Regions from separate parts of the Mus musculus genome. Here all the other regions are linked to region 1. The links are chromatin contacts, called in public promoter capture Hi-C maps. All regions are on one chromosome and are shown on one strand. The core of a region is the stretch at or near the end of the contact, and the rest is flanking DNA. Distances in the headings are between cores, read along the strand shown.

Region 1 (4,335 bases), core at 302-2,801:
CTTTTGATGTGGGAAGACTATCTGGGTCTTGAGGCAGGAAAACACACCTTTAATCCAGATCCTGAGTACTAAAACCACTTTTAATCTGTGCTATACTTTCCAAGTCCTAGATAAGGGCTTGGAATAAGAAAGCCTTTGCTTTTTGCCTGCTTGCTCTCACCTTGCTAGCAAGTGCATTCCTTCACTGGCATTAGAGCCTACTTTTTAGGGATTCTAGCATCTACTGAAGACCAGCCTCTACATCCAGCCTCGTGGACTGAGGAACTTCTGGGTTCATAGTCAGTCATTGTCGCATTACCTGGTCCACAGTCTGTAAGTCATTCTAATAAATCTTTCCACATATCTCATATATATTTGATTTTGAATTGAATTTTTGTTATGTATCAGAAACCTTTTATTATTGCCACTTTTACTACTATGCCCACATTCAATTCTATCACCCCATATGAGGAAATATGATCCATAGTATAAAAGGCTGGTATCTAAAATCGTTTTTCTTGGGAGGCAAAGACAGGGATCTCCAGCCTGGTCTGCAGAGCAAGTTGTAGGACAGCCAGACAGGAACAGAAAAAGAAAAAAGGAAAAAGGAAAGAAAAGAAATGAAAAGAAAATCCCCTCTAGGTTAAATTGTTATTTTTCTTTCACAAGCAGATAAAAATTTAGAATGCAGAACCTGGTCTGGTAGCTCATGCCTGTAATTCCAGCACTTGGAAATCTGAGGCAGGATCAGAGCTGTGAATTCCAAGACCACTCTCAGCCTGACTGGTACTGTCTCAAAACACAAAACAAATTAAGAATGCTCACTTAAAGTTCAAGCATGCTTGGTAGCATTTTTTTTTTTTTGTTTGGTTTGGTGTTTGAGACAGACTCTAACAAAGCCAGTCTGTGCTGAAACGCGTAACTGCCCTACTTCAGCGTCCCAAATACTGGGATGAAATGTGTGGGTAAGCACTCCCAACTATCGTCAGGGATTTTTGTTTGACAGTCTTAACCCCGAGGCACCTGACTCTGGTCTCACTTGCACAGAAATCAAGTAGGTACTCAGTAATCGTTCTATATGAATGATATTTTTGTAATGTCATCAAGTTCTGTTTTCACTTAACACTTACTTAACAGATTCTTCCAATGTATTACTTATTGCTCAAGAAAATTTAGCCAGTTATTGAGTATCAACGAAACTTCTTTGTTTCTTATTTCTATAACGTTGGCATTCTACCGTTTTTTCACATTGCTTTTGGAATTAGGATTTTCATGCAAAAGTAAAAGTTTTGCGCCTTGTTTGACCTAATAGGTTGCTCAATAAATTTACTTCTCTAGTCAATAAATCCCGTCCAGTGTTTTAGCATATTTAGCGAAGCTAAAAGGCGCCTTGGAGGAGAATGGATGGGGGCAGGGCAAACGGTTAAAATCCGGCACCGGCCAGAACTTTAAGAGACACAGGAAAGAGGCGGAGTGACTAGTGAATGACAAAGGGAACAGCCAATGAAGAATCTGGGAACCACTCCCTCCCCTCCCTTCGTGCTTCAAATTCTAAGCTTAATTTCCATCCGGGTTCTTCAGCCTCGTTCCCGGGTAGTATAAAGATTGCAGTCTCCTTTGTTCGCCCTCGTTGCGCAGTCGTCCTAGCGTCATTTCTGTTCCGTTCTGAAAATCGGTAGCTGTCACTGGTGCGGCGCTGCTCGGGAGGTCCGGTCGGCGAGCTCAGAGGAGCTTGAGACCGTCGCAGTCCCCTCGGGTAGGACTTTCCTTTCCTTGGCCTGTTTTCCATACAGACTTGTTAGAGCTGGATGTCATTTGTTTCCCGGGAGATAGTGGCGGCGGGCGCCATTTTAAGACACCCAAAGGTGTCAACCTATTTAAAGCAGAAGGGGTGGAAGCAGCACATTATGGGGTCAGTTATCTGAGTGCGTCTCCCGGAGGTTTGGCTGTCCCCTGTCGCGGGAGGGCGGAGGGCGCAGCTTTGTAGGTGGGGCGGGACGTGCTGGGACCGCGGGAGTAACACCAGAATAGCGTCCGTGCTAATGATAGGCTGGTGGACTTCTGAGGCTTCCTCTGGTCCTTGGCGGCAAGGAGAGGAAGCTTTCTGAGTTTTCGCTGCAACTGTCAATGCAAAAGTTAGTTCGTCCGGAGGCTGTTGGTGGTTCTGGGTTCGTTCCAAGTGTCGCCATTTTGTCTTTAACACGCGGTTTTTAATGAGTCTTAATTAGGTGTCAGGACTGGAAAAGAGTGTTAAGAGTGTGTGATTCTGAGTTCCGTTATCTTCGGACTCTGGCACTTTTTCTTTTCGATCGGATAACTAACAATCTTTCGTTGGGCTAGATGCAGCGACTTTGTCCTAAGGTAGAGATTTGTCCCTAAACTTAACTAGGGAATCTAAATGTGGAAAGGGCTTGCTCCTTACTTGGTGTGTCTGGCTGGTGACCTTGAATGAATAGGAAGTCTTTTATACCTTTGGCTTCGGGTTGGGGGCGGTGGGGCGGATAGCAAGTAGGTTGATAGGTAACGGAATGTTTTAAAGATAAGAGATCAAGACCATAGCCAGGTGTGGTGGCCCCCTTCTGTTAATTCCTGCACTCTAAGGTTGCAATCTTATATTAAAAGTAAAATACATTTAAAAGTAGCCTTTTTAAGTGTTGAGTAGCTCTTCATTGACTAAAAGCAGGGCAGATGAAGATGGTAAATTAGGCAGGCCCTTTTAACCCTGTTAATGAAAATTGCGCTGCACTGTTAGCCAAAGTATTTCAATTGATTTTCTACCACACTTGAGGTTTATTGGTATCTTTAGTTACTAAAGAATAAAGATTTTAACAAAACATGAGCCATAATTAAGCTGTTCAATAAACTTTGGGGACTTTCTACAGAGAGATAATAATACCATTTTTCAGCAGACCCCCATCGGTTAAGAGGAAAAATGGTTGAAGCAGATCGCCCAGGAAAGCTCTTTATTGGTGGGCTTAATACAGAGACGAATGAGAAAGCCCTTGAGGCAGTGTTTGGCAAATATGGACGAATAGTGGAAGGTGAGTTATCTAAAATCGTATGATATATTAATAAAATTAAAAGACAAGCTGTGATGAATTTGAATCCACTGATCTTCCGACATGATAAATGCATTGTCCTCTAAGAAGTTCTGAGCTTGCTTCTCGCAGATGTGCGCTGATTATCTTTGTTTGAATGAAACTAAACCCCACCCCCCCAACTGTTTCAGTTCTTTTGATGAAGGACCGAGAAACGAATAAGTCAAGAGGATTCGCTTTTGTCACTTTTGAAAGCCCAGCAGATGCAAAGGATGCTGCCAGAGACATGAATGGAAAGGTATGATTGTCTGCTTAATAAAAAGGTGTTTCTTAGTGACAAAAATAACTAAAAAGTGTTATCTAAGTTTCAGTCCAGCAGAGCTCTGAAATTTTTATTTTGTGTATGCATGCATATTAAGAGACTTCTGTTCACAGACACTACTATCCTGAATTTTATTTTATTGGTTTTTTTTTTTTTTTGAGTCAGTCTTGACTCAATGTCTTTTGTAGTCTTGACTAAGATCAGGCTGACCTCAAACTCACAGATCTTCCTCGGTGTGTCAGAAATAGACCCATGCCCAGTCTCTAGACTGAATTTTATTGTGATTCCACAACCAAATTTTGTGGCTAATGCTAAGGGTTATTTATTTTTTTTGTTGTTTGTTTTTTTTGAGACAGGGTTTCTCTGTGTAACCCTGGCTGTCCTGGAATTCACTCTGTAGACCAGGCTGGCCTCGAACTCAGAAATCCACCTGCCTCTGCCTCCTGAGTGCTGGGATTGCATTTCAAGTGTTGAGGCATGCACCGCCAACGCCTGGCCTGAACTAACTTTGTTAGGCATATAACCCTTAGCATTAGCCGGGCGTGGTGGCGCACGCCTTTAATGCCAGCACTCAGGAGGCAGTGGCAGGCAGATTTCTGAGTTCAAGGCCAGCATGGTCTACAGAGTGAGTTCCAGGACAGCCACAGCTATACAGAGAAACCCTGTCTCAAAAAAAAAAAAAACAAAAAACAAAAAAAAAAGTTAGTTCAGAGCAGTATATGATGATGTTATGTGATACTGTGTATATCTTAGAGCACATAGCTCCTTTTATTTTGGTAACAACTTGAACACCTACTTAGACTTTTATTTCCCTTAGGAGTAGAATAGTGAATCTCTTGCATGTAGTAGAAATTTTAAATAAATGGAACCATATTATCTATAGAAATAGTATTTCCACCATTTCTCCTATGATATTTGGCAGATAAAACTTTTGGAGTCACAGGGCATAGTGGAACTTTTAAGGGTTTTTTTTTTTTAATCTTGATACAATTTTTT
Region 2 (4,150 bases), core at 689-3,188, 1.0 Mb after region 1:
CTCCACTCCCTCCCAACCCCAATGTCCTGCCAGGTCATGAAGAAACTGCAGAAAGGGTGGAGGAATGCCGGTCCAGGGCAGGCTGAGCTCTCTTCTCTGTGTAACAAGGGCAAACCCCAGGCACTTCCTTGAGCCCCATGGAGTTCATGAGGTGGGAGAACACATCTCCCTCACAGTGTTGCCAGGAGATATCAGTGTCCAAGTGTCCACCCTTTTCTGTGGAGGGACCAGGTGACCTGAGCCACCTCACCCCTCTGGGCTCACCAGAAAGGCCCTTCTTCTCCTTCTTCTTCTTCTTCTTCTTCTCCTTCTAGGCAGGCTCTTCACTCAGCTGCTAGCCGTGCTGCTACAGAATCAATGGCACCTCTAGGATTCGAGTTGAAATGTTCAGTGAAGGGCTGAGCCATCACCCAGAAGACCAATGCCTGAAAAAGAAAGAGAGACTTCAGAGTTGGCCTCCTGTGCATTCCCCTTCTCTACCCTATTCGGAGAGCAGCTGCCTGCTTCCAGAGTCCTTCCCACTTCTCCACACCCTGTGGCACACAGCAGACATGCCACTCATGGCTGGTAGATGGGCTTCTGGGTCTCCAGTGTGTCACTGCAGGTCCTTCAGGGAGCCTGGGCAGCCTGGAAAGGGTGGGAGAAGCAGCTTGTGGGGGAAGAGATGGCTAGAGCCAAGTATTTCCTGTTCTTCCCTGTCTGCAGATGCAGAGCCTCAGTAAGGTCCTCAGACCGGGTTAGGGGAATAAGTGGCTGAGTCCAGTCCCCTGCCCCATCCCCAACAGTGCTCCAGGCAATTTGGGAAGGGCTGTGCACAGCTGCAGAGAGTATCCTTGGGCCTCCCTGCCAAGAAGGAGACAGCCTTCGGATTGGCTCAAAAAGATCTGTTCATTTTATCTGCTCACCTGACTTAGGTAGAGATGGATGGATAATCTTTACTGTCTAGGGCCTTCCTGAGACCTCACTGGCCCAGTCCTCTCCCATTTAGGGTTCAGGTGACATCTCAGGAGTCCTCTGCATAAAAAGGGGTTGGATGCCTGGAAAGTGGGGGCGGGGGCGGGGGGTTCTCTGACAGTGTGCTGGTGATGAGCTGACTCTCCAAGATGCCCCTCGCCCCATCATGAATCACTCTACCAGGCAGCCGGTGTGCCCCGCTGCATTCTCTCTTTCCATAAACCAGTCTGGGTATTTACATGCAGTGGCCACATACCCCCCCCCCCCACCATTCCAACCTGTGGTCGCCTACCTTTAGGCACAGAGCCTGGTAAATCAAGTCCTGTGGTAGTAGCATGCTCTCTTTTGGGCTCTCCCGCTTTTGGCCAATGGGGAGGCAACAGGTTTGCCAGACTCTGGTGATTCTCTGGATGCAGAGGAAAAGGACTGGGCTGTGAAGGTTTTTGCGGTATGGGATGTGGTTCCTCAGGCCCTTCGCAGAGACCTAAAATGGAGGGGCCCGGGCCGTGCCGCCTGCGCCCCCCGCCGCAGTCTGGAGGCACTGTGCGCCCCGCTGTCCTTCCTGCGGCCGCCAGGATGGCGCGGAAGGCGCGGATGGCCCTCTCCTCCGTGGCGGAGGGCGTTTGCTCACTCGATCCGCACCTGCAGGCGGACGTTGAGCATCACTGAGGCCACCATGTAGAAGTAGGGGAAGTTCACGCGCAGGCGCCAGGCTAGGTCGAAGAAGGTGAGTAGCGTGCGCGTGAGCCCCTTGCAGAACGCACCGTAGGAGCTGCGTGTCGCCGCCCAACGCGACAGTCGCACTGCCAGGCCAGACAGGGCCGCCGCCGCAGCAGCAGCAGAGAGGGCCGCAGTCACCGCCATTGGCCTGGCTCACCGCTCACCTGCTGCAGAGCCAGCTCAATGCGCTGCGCCACGCCACCCCACTCTGTCCGCAACCCCGCCCAAGGGCTCCGGGTCCGTGCAGCCTTCAATGCTCCACCCCCAGCACCGCCGCCTTTGTAGCTCTCCGCCCTCTCTCCAGACCTGCCGCTGCTCAGCTCCGCCCCCTCAATGCAGGCTGGAGGCAGAAGTCCTTCTGCTAGTTCCGCAGGTATCATTAACTCATACAGGGTCCAGCTGCTGCACAATGGCTGTAGGGCTAGGGCCAGACTTGCTTCACCGGATTGACACAATCCCATGGATAGGAACCCTCTCTCCACGAAGTCCCAAACCTTCCAAGTGTTTGTCCCACCTGTTCATCGTATTCTTTCTTCCTAGTGTGTACAAAGACTGAGTGGCCTAGAAGGTGTGTTCCTAGGATTCACTGGGGAAATCGGCTAAGCAAGGGTGTGGGGGAGTTAAGGGCTAGCTCTTGGGAACTATTGATATTTCGATAGGAAACTATACCCAGAAATTCTCTCCTATGCACGCTAACACCCTCCACTGTCTCCCCAGGAAGCCAGGTCAAAGGACTCATTGCACCTTTCTTTATTCTCTCTCTCTCTCTACCCCTTTCTCTTTCCTTAACATCTCAATTATTTATGTATGTTTATTTTCTTACGGTCCTTTTTGTTGGCGTAATTTTACATAGTTATACAGTGTGACAATTAAATCCATGTATACAATGCATAAAGATCAAATCATAGTAATTAACCTCTCACCTTATTATTTCTCTGTGTTTGGAGCCTTCTCTCTTCTAGTTCTATTTAAAAACACAATAGGTTGTTATAATCTATAGCCACTGATTTGTCCTCTAGGAACCTAGAACTTAGTCCTCATACCTAATTGTATCACACTGTCTGTAATCCAGATTTCTAGTTCTCTTTCCTGTCTTCTTAGTCTGCTGTAACTCTCTTCTTTTTGAATAACCATTTAAAAAAATAGCCAGATTGAGTCATTACCTAAGACATTCCTTCAATTTCTTTTCTTTTCTTTTCTTTTTTTTTTTTGTTTGGATTGGATTTTCTTTATTTACATTTCAAATGTTTTCCCCTTTCCAGGTCTTTCCTTCAGAAACCCCCTATCCCATCCCCTCTCCCCCTGCCTCTGTGAGGATCCTCCCGCCCTGGCATTCCCTTACACTGGGGCATGGAACCCCCTCAGGCCCAAGGGCCTCTCCAACTAATGTCCAACAAGGCCATCCTCTGCCACATATGTGGCCAGCGCTATGGGTGGCTCAATGTGTACTCTTAGTGTACTAAAATGTCCCACACAGTGCCATCAACTCAATGGCGCATGCATTTTGTTGCTTTTCTGTTGGATTTGCTGGTCGCTCTTTCATGTTAACATCTGATCTTTCTATCAACAGGGTCCACCGAATCCAATCCAAAGCCAGGTCATCTCCAGAGATGCAGGGAACTGTTCGGTCATCTCTGCAAAAGTGAGGGCAAAACAGCCAAGGTTCCACATTGCAGCGCGATGCTTACGTTCAGTAGGTTAGGCAGAGTAAGTGCATTTGTGTCTTAGGATGTCTTCAACTTACAATAGATATACAATAGATATAACAACTAGATATAAGGAGTGTAAATCAAAGATATTGATATGGAGTAGAGTGACCCCTCCATCCTCATTTTTAGTTTATAGCACATCTTTAGTTATGCTTGAGGCTGTGCATATCCATATAATTTTAGAATCAACAATCAATTTTGTCTGTGAGTACAAAAAGGCATTGCTGGAAATTGTGTTAAATAAATAGACCAATTTGGGGGAGAAACTGACATCATTTCTATGCTGATTGTACTAAGCCATGAACAGAATCTGTCTTTGTTCATCAAGATGGTTTTTTATTTCTTTTATTGGCATTGAAATCCTTTATATCATTTATACATTTGTTAAAGGTACTCTAAAATACTAATTTTCTTTGAAGCCATTATAAATGATTTTGGACTTTTGATCTCAGTTTCCATATGCTTGCTCATTATTAGTATATAGAAATGTATTATGTGTGTATGTATATGTGTACACATGTCTATGTATTCCTGTGTGGTTACATAGGCATATTCATGCATGCTTATATGTAGAGGCAAGAGGACAAACCAAGGAAGACTATCCTCTTTGTTTTTTGGATAGTCTCTTAAGGGTCAGAGGCCCTCCAAGTGGATCAGAAGGCCAGAGAGCCCCAGGGATCTGCCTGTCTTTGCCTCCCCAAGGTCTGGGATTAAAAACATATGCCACTACCCAGTGTAATGGCACATGCCTTTGGTCCTCAGCACTC
Region 3 (4,330 bases), core at 473-2,972, 1.7 Mb before region 1:
TCATTCCAAATCCCAAATATCTGGTCCTGGTCAAAGTTTCTTCTGATCTAGCTTACGATGAAATACTTCCCTTCCTAGTTCCTGAAATTTAACCAATTGTTCTTTCTGAGTGGAGACATCTCTTCTTCCATCTGGAATCAATACCAACCACGCATTCATCAATAATTTTCAATGGATTTTGACTGATGTTGTCTATATGACAAGGAAATGGGAATACAGTGAACAAGAGGAGCTCCAACTGTGCAGGCATTCCAGACACAGTGGGAGCAAACCAGGGGTCTTCGCTCCATGAATTAAGCTGATGTTTTCTTTGCTTTCTCAGAGACTCTGGATAAGTTAAGCATTGGTTTTGCATTTTAGTTTATTTTGAAATGACCTGGGAAAGAGGAGAGGGTCCAGTACAAAAAGCGTAGAGCCCTAGTAGAGCTTTCTATTTAGCCTTGGAGATTAAAACAAAACAGCAAAATAATAGCATCTAAAGGTACAGAGGTGGACGGACTAATGATCTCATTAATGCATTTACAAGGACTGAGAGAAAGAACCTATTAGTACAAATTAGCTAGTAAAAGGCCAAGCTGATTCCAGAATTGGGGGTTATAGATGAATCTTTTTGGTTTTGAGGAAGAAGTAAAAGAAGGAAGCAGGAAATGGGGGATGGAGCAGAGCTGAAATGAAGATCTGGGCTATGCTCTTTTCCCCCAATATTGCCCGTGGTACACGTCCAGGCTCACTGCGTGGCTCCCAAATGGCCAGATGAGGGGGCGACGAGGAGAAAAAAAAAACAAAACAAAAAAAAACAACGAGGCTTGGCCAGTACACTTCAGCACGAAAGGAAAAGTCAGCAGAAACCACTGGGTGGCAGCGTGGTGTGCTGGAGCAGCTCTGCAGTGCCTGCTGCTGCCGCTATAGTGGGGGCTGAACCCGTCTGTGTGCCCTGGCCTCCTCTCCTGAAGGGCTACAAGTGTCGCCATGCAAAATATCTCCGCAGGTCTCTGGTGGGATGTGGGCTATTACTGAGCCATGTGCAGGAGTCTGGGCAACTTCTGGGGTTCTGGCTGGGGCTAACTCTGAGTCCTGTACTCAATGCACACCCTCTTTCCTCTTCTCCCAGCCCCAAAGCCCAGCACAGCCCAGCTCCTGCAAGGCAACTATCTCACCCTAAGTGCCTCCTCCATCACTGTTTCTCCCTAAGCCTCTTTTAGGGAAAAGGAAAGAGGGCTTTGGGCAACGGGGCAGTGTCTTGATCTTCTACAGGTGTTCGTGGGAGCGGGGACTCTGCACCCGGGGGGTGGGGCGGTCGGGGGCGGCGGGCGGGCGGGAGCCAGTAGCTGGGTTCCGGGAGGGAGGGGCCGCCGAGACAGGGAGGGGGCCTCCGCCAGGCTGTCGCGCTCTTCTGGAGGGTGCCTGCAGCGACTGAATTCCTGTGCTGCGACGGTGCCGCGCCCAGAGCAGCAGCCACAGCGACGATGCCAGGCCATTACCTGTTTGATCCCTGCGGGAAAGCTGGCACCGGCCAACTTTTGCCGGTCTTCAGGCGGCGAAGTTGCAAGGACTAGTGGAAGCGCCGGAGGGGCCAGGGCGAGGGCGCGCTCCCCCGTGCGCTGCCTCCTCCCTCCTCGCGCCCGCCGCCCGCGCCCGCGGCCTCTCTCCCGCCCGCGCGCTCTCCCTCCGCCCGCCTCCCTCCTCCGGCCCCCTCCACGCGACACAGGGCGGGGGTGCCGCGAAACTCCGACCCGAGCCGCTTGGACTTGCACCGTGTCCTCGGGGCTCAGGGGCCGAGCGCACGCAGTCACAAGCGCAGCTCTCTGCCTGCCTCCTGCTAGTCTCGCCTGCCATCCCGGCCCGGGGCTGTGGCGTCGGTTCGGACCAAGGCTACCAGAACCCGCGCGGGAGCCCGAGCACCTTCGGAGGAGCTCAGAAGGCATGCTGAGCCCCCTCCGCGACTGAAGCCGGAGTGCCCAGAAGCCCCGGCCAAGCAAGCGCAGGCTAAGGAGACCCAGGCGGCCAAGGCGCGAGCAGCGCAGCAGCGGAGGAGCGAGAGGAGGCGAAGGCAGAGGGGCCCCCGAAGAAGTGGTGGTGGTGGGCGTCGTGGCCATGGCGGCGGCTATCGCCAGCTCGCTCATCCGGCAAAAGAGACAAGCCCGCGAGCGCGAGAAATCCAATGCCTGCAAGTGTGTCAGCAGCCCCAGCAAAGGCAAGACCAGCTGCGACAAAAACAAGTTAAACGTCTTTTCCCGGGTCAAACTCTTTGGCTCCAAGAAGAGGCGCAGAAGGAGACCAGGTCGGAAAGGGGCTTTGCCTTTTATCTTTGCCCTCTCTTACTTTGCGACTGTGAAGGGGGTTGGGGGCGGCATGGAAGCGTAGGTGAGTTTGGAGCCTAGCTTGTGCAGATGAGGCCCCCTAGCCGGTGTGCGTGCGTGGGAAGGCGATTGCTTTTTTTTTTTTTTTTCCTTGCCTCTGTAACAGTTAAACAGGCTTGCTGCAATGCAACTGCCCTGGGACAGGCACAGAGCCCAGGAGCATAGCTTGCCCTGGAGGTGCGCCCTCCTCTTCAGACCTGCCACATGCATGTATGGGTGTGCATGCCCCTGGGCTAAGGGAAGGCGTAACCCAGACAGGCTGTCCTGTAGGTTTGGAGATCGCAAGAGAGGAGCAGGGCTGACTTCATTGCCCATCCCTCCTGGAAAAGCCGGGGAACTCCTATCTTGCTTTCATCACTGCCAGCCAGACCCTTCCCCTCCAGGTTCCAGTCCCAAGGGCTATGAGTTTTCCACTGTTTAGGCATTCCATTTCTTTTCGGGACAGACGTGACTTGTGGGGCAGCTTTGAAGCGTTTGCTGGAGGGGGGGTGGTTGTGGTGGTGGCAATAATTCTAGAACCTTGCGTCAAAGATTTTAGTGACCTGGTCAGACTAGTAAAACTGATAACTTGACATTAAATACAAGACAAAAGACAGCACTTAAATCATCTTCAGGTTGTGGGTCCTTTTGGACCATTTCAGTGCTGAGTGGCAAGGTATTTCCGCGACAGAAGAAATTCCAAAAGCCTTAGGTGTCAGGTTGCGTCAAGGTAGACCTTGGGGGTGGGGGTGGGGGCAGGGAGGGGAGCAGGCAGTTTATTTACCTTTCTTGACCATATAAACCGTCCGCACCATTTTCTTGCCTTTTATTTGACAAGTATTACAGCAAACCAGACTTACTCATCCATCAGTTATTTCTCTGTGTGTTCTACACACCCTGGAATTTCCAAAAGCAGGCATACGTCTTCAGTTTGCACAAAGTTTGTAATGCATAAGCTGTGAATTAAATTTGTTTAAAAAAGCCATTACAACGTGTGATTATGTGACACCAATAAATATTATTTTAATGCAGGTGTCGGTATTCAATGAAAGCAAATAAATTAAATGCTTGATTAATCTATGGTGATTAATACTTGATGATCATTTTAATCAAGAACCTATGTTTTGAGTAATCATGTGTTTTATATTAAATTTGAAAATAAGTACGATTTTATTTTCCTTCCTCTTCATTAACAGAAACTGTTCTTTTCACATCCATTTTCCATAAGGAAAAAAAAATCTGATAGGGCTGGAGATGGCTGTTTTTTCTACCCACTCTTTATTATCTTATGTTGGGAGACTCAGTTTTGTAGCTAGAGGTCCTTTGATGGGATTCCAGGTTAGATAGATAGCCTTCTACAAATTGTGCTTATTCTTAAGGAAATTGTTGCTGGTGGGTTTGGCAACCGGTTGGCGAGCTACTCTACATTATTTTTGTATTTATTTTCCTTCCACATGAAAAGTAACACATTATTCAGAAGGCAGACTATACCATTTGCCAACTCATTCAGAATGTTTAACGAGGTGGAGTGCCACTAGATACAAAAGGGCCAGTGATCAGAAATAGTAGACAGTGTCAAAAGCTTTAGTGTATTACCAATGTTTTGAAATAGAAATCAAATGTTTTTTTCATATATTCTAATGTGTTTTTTCCTTAAATTTCTCATTTGTTTGCTTGTTTTCTTTCTTTCAGAGGACTCTTTCAAAATATAGTTTGATTTTTAACCCCCACTAAAATTTCTATGTTAAAGTAGAATTTTGAATCCTGAATCTCTTCCACTATATATATATATATATATATATATATATATATATATATATATATATATATATTATATCAATTGACCCAAACCATTGTTCTCTTTGCAGAGCCTCAGCTTAAGGGTATAGTTACCAAACTATACAGCCGACAAGGCTACCACTTGCAACTGCAGGCAGATGGAACCATTGATGGCACCAAAGACGAGGACAGCACTTACAGTAAGTGACTGC

Evidence for each region. Promoter capture Hi-C pulls out the DNA fragments that hold promoters and counts their contacts.
Region 2: a promoter capture Hi-C map of the HPC-7 cell line shows a contact between it and region 1. The contact joins the promoter of Smim10l2a here to the promoter of Rbmx in region 1. A contact is called at or near these places in 4 of 39 promoter capture datasets (the 3T3-L1 cell line, the HPC-7 cell line and cranial neural crest).
Region 3: a promoter capture Hi-C map of hippocampal neurons shows a contact between it and region 1, with 5 times the contacts expected there. The contact joins the promoter of Fgf13 here to the promoter of Rbmx in region 1. A contact is called at or near these places in 5 of 39 promoter capture datasets (cranial neural crest, hippocampal neurons, liver and 1 more).

Annotation. Positions count from the first base shown.
Region 1 is chrX:57,390,252-57,394,586 of GRCm38.p6, reverse strand. Rbmx (RNA binding motif protein, X chromosome) reads left to right here and starts at 1,551. Exons shown (of 9, transcript NM_011252.4): 1 at 1,551-1,735; 2 at 2,889-3,020; 3 at 3,209-3,315. The coding sequence starts at 2,912. It overlaps Snord61 (small nucleolar RNA, C/D box 61), which reads left to right and starts at 3,078; the gene lies at 3,078-3,139.
Region 2 is chrX:56,372,305-56,376,454 of GRCm38.p6, reverse strand. It overlaps Smim10l2a (small integral membrane protein 10 like 2A), which reads right to left and starts at 1,938. Exons shown (of 2, transcript NM_183030.2): 1 at 1,247-1,938; 2 at 1-425. The coding sequence starts at 1,818. The coding sequence ends at 1,582.
Region 3 is chrX:59,131,828-59,136,157 of GRCm38.p6, reverse strand. Fgf13 (fibroblast growth factor 13) reads left to right here and starts at 1,722. Exons shown (of 5, transcript NM_010200.3): 1 at 1,722-2,281; 2 at 4,208-4,318. The coding sequence starts at 2,095.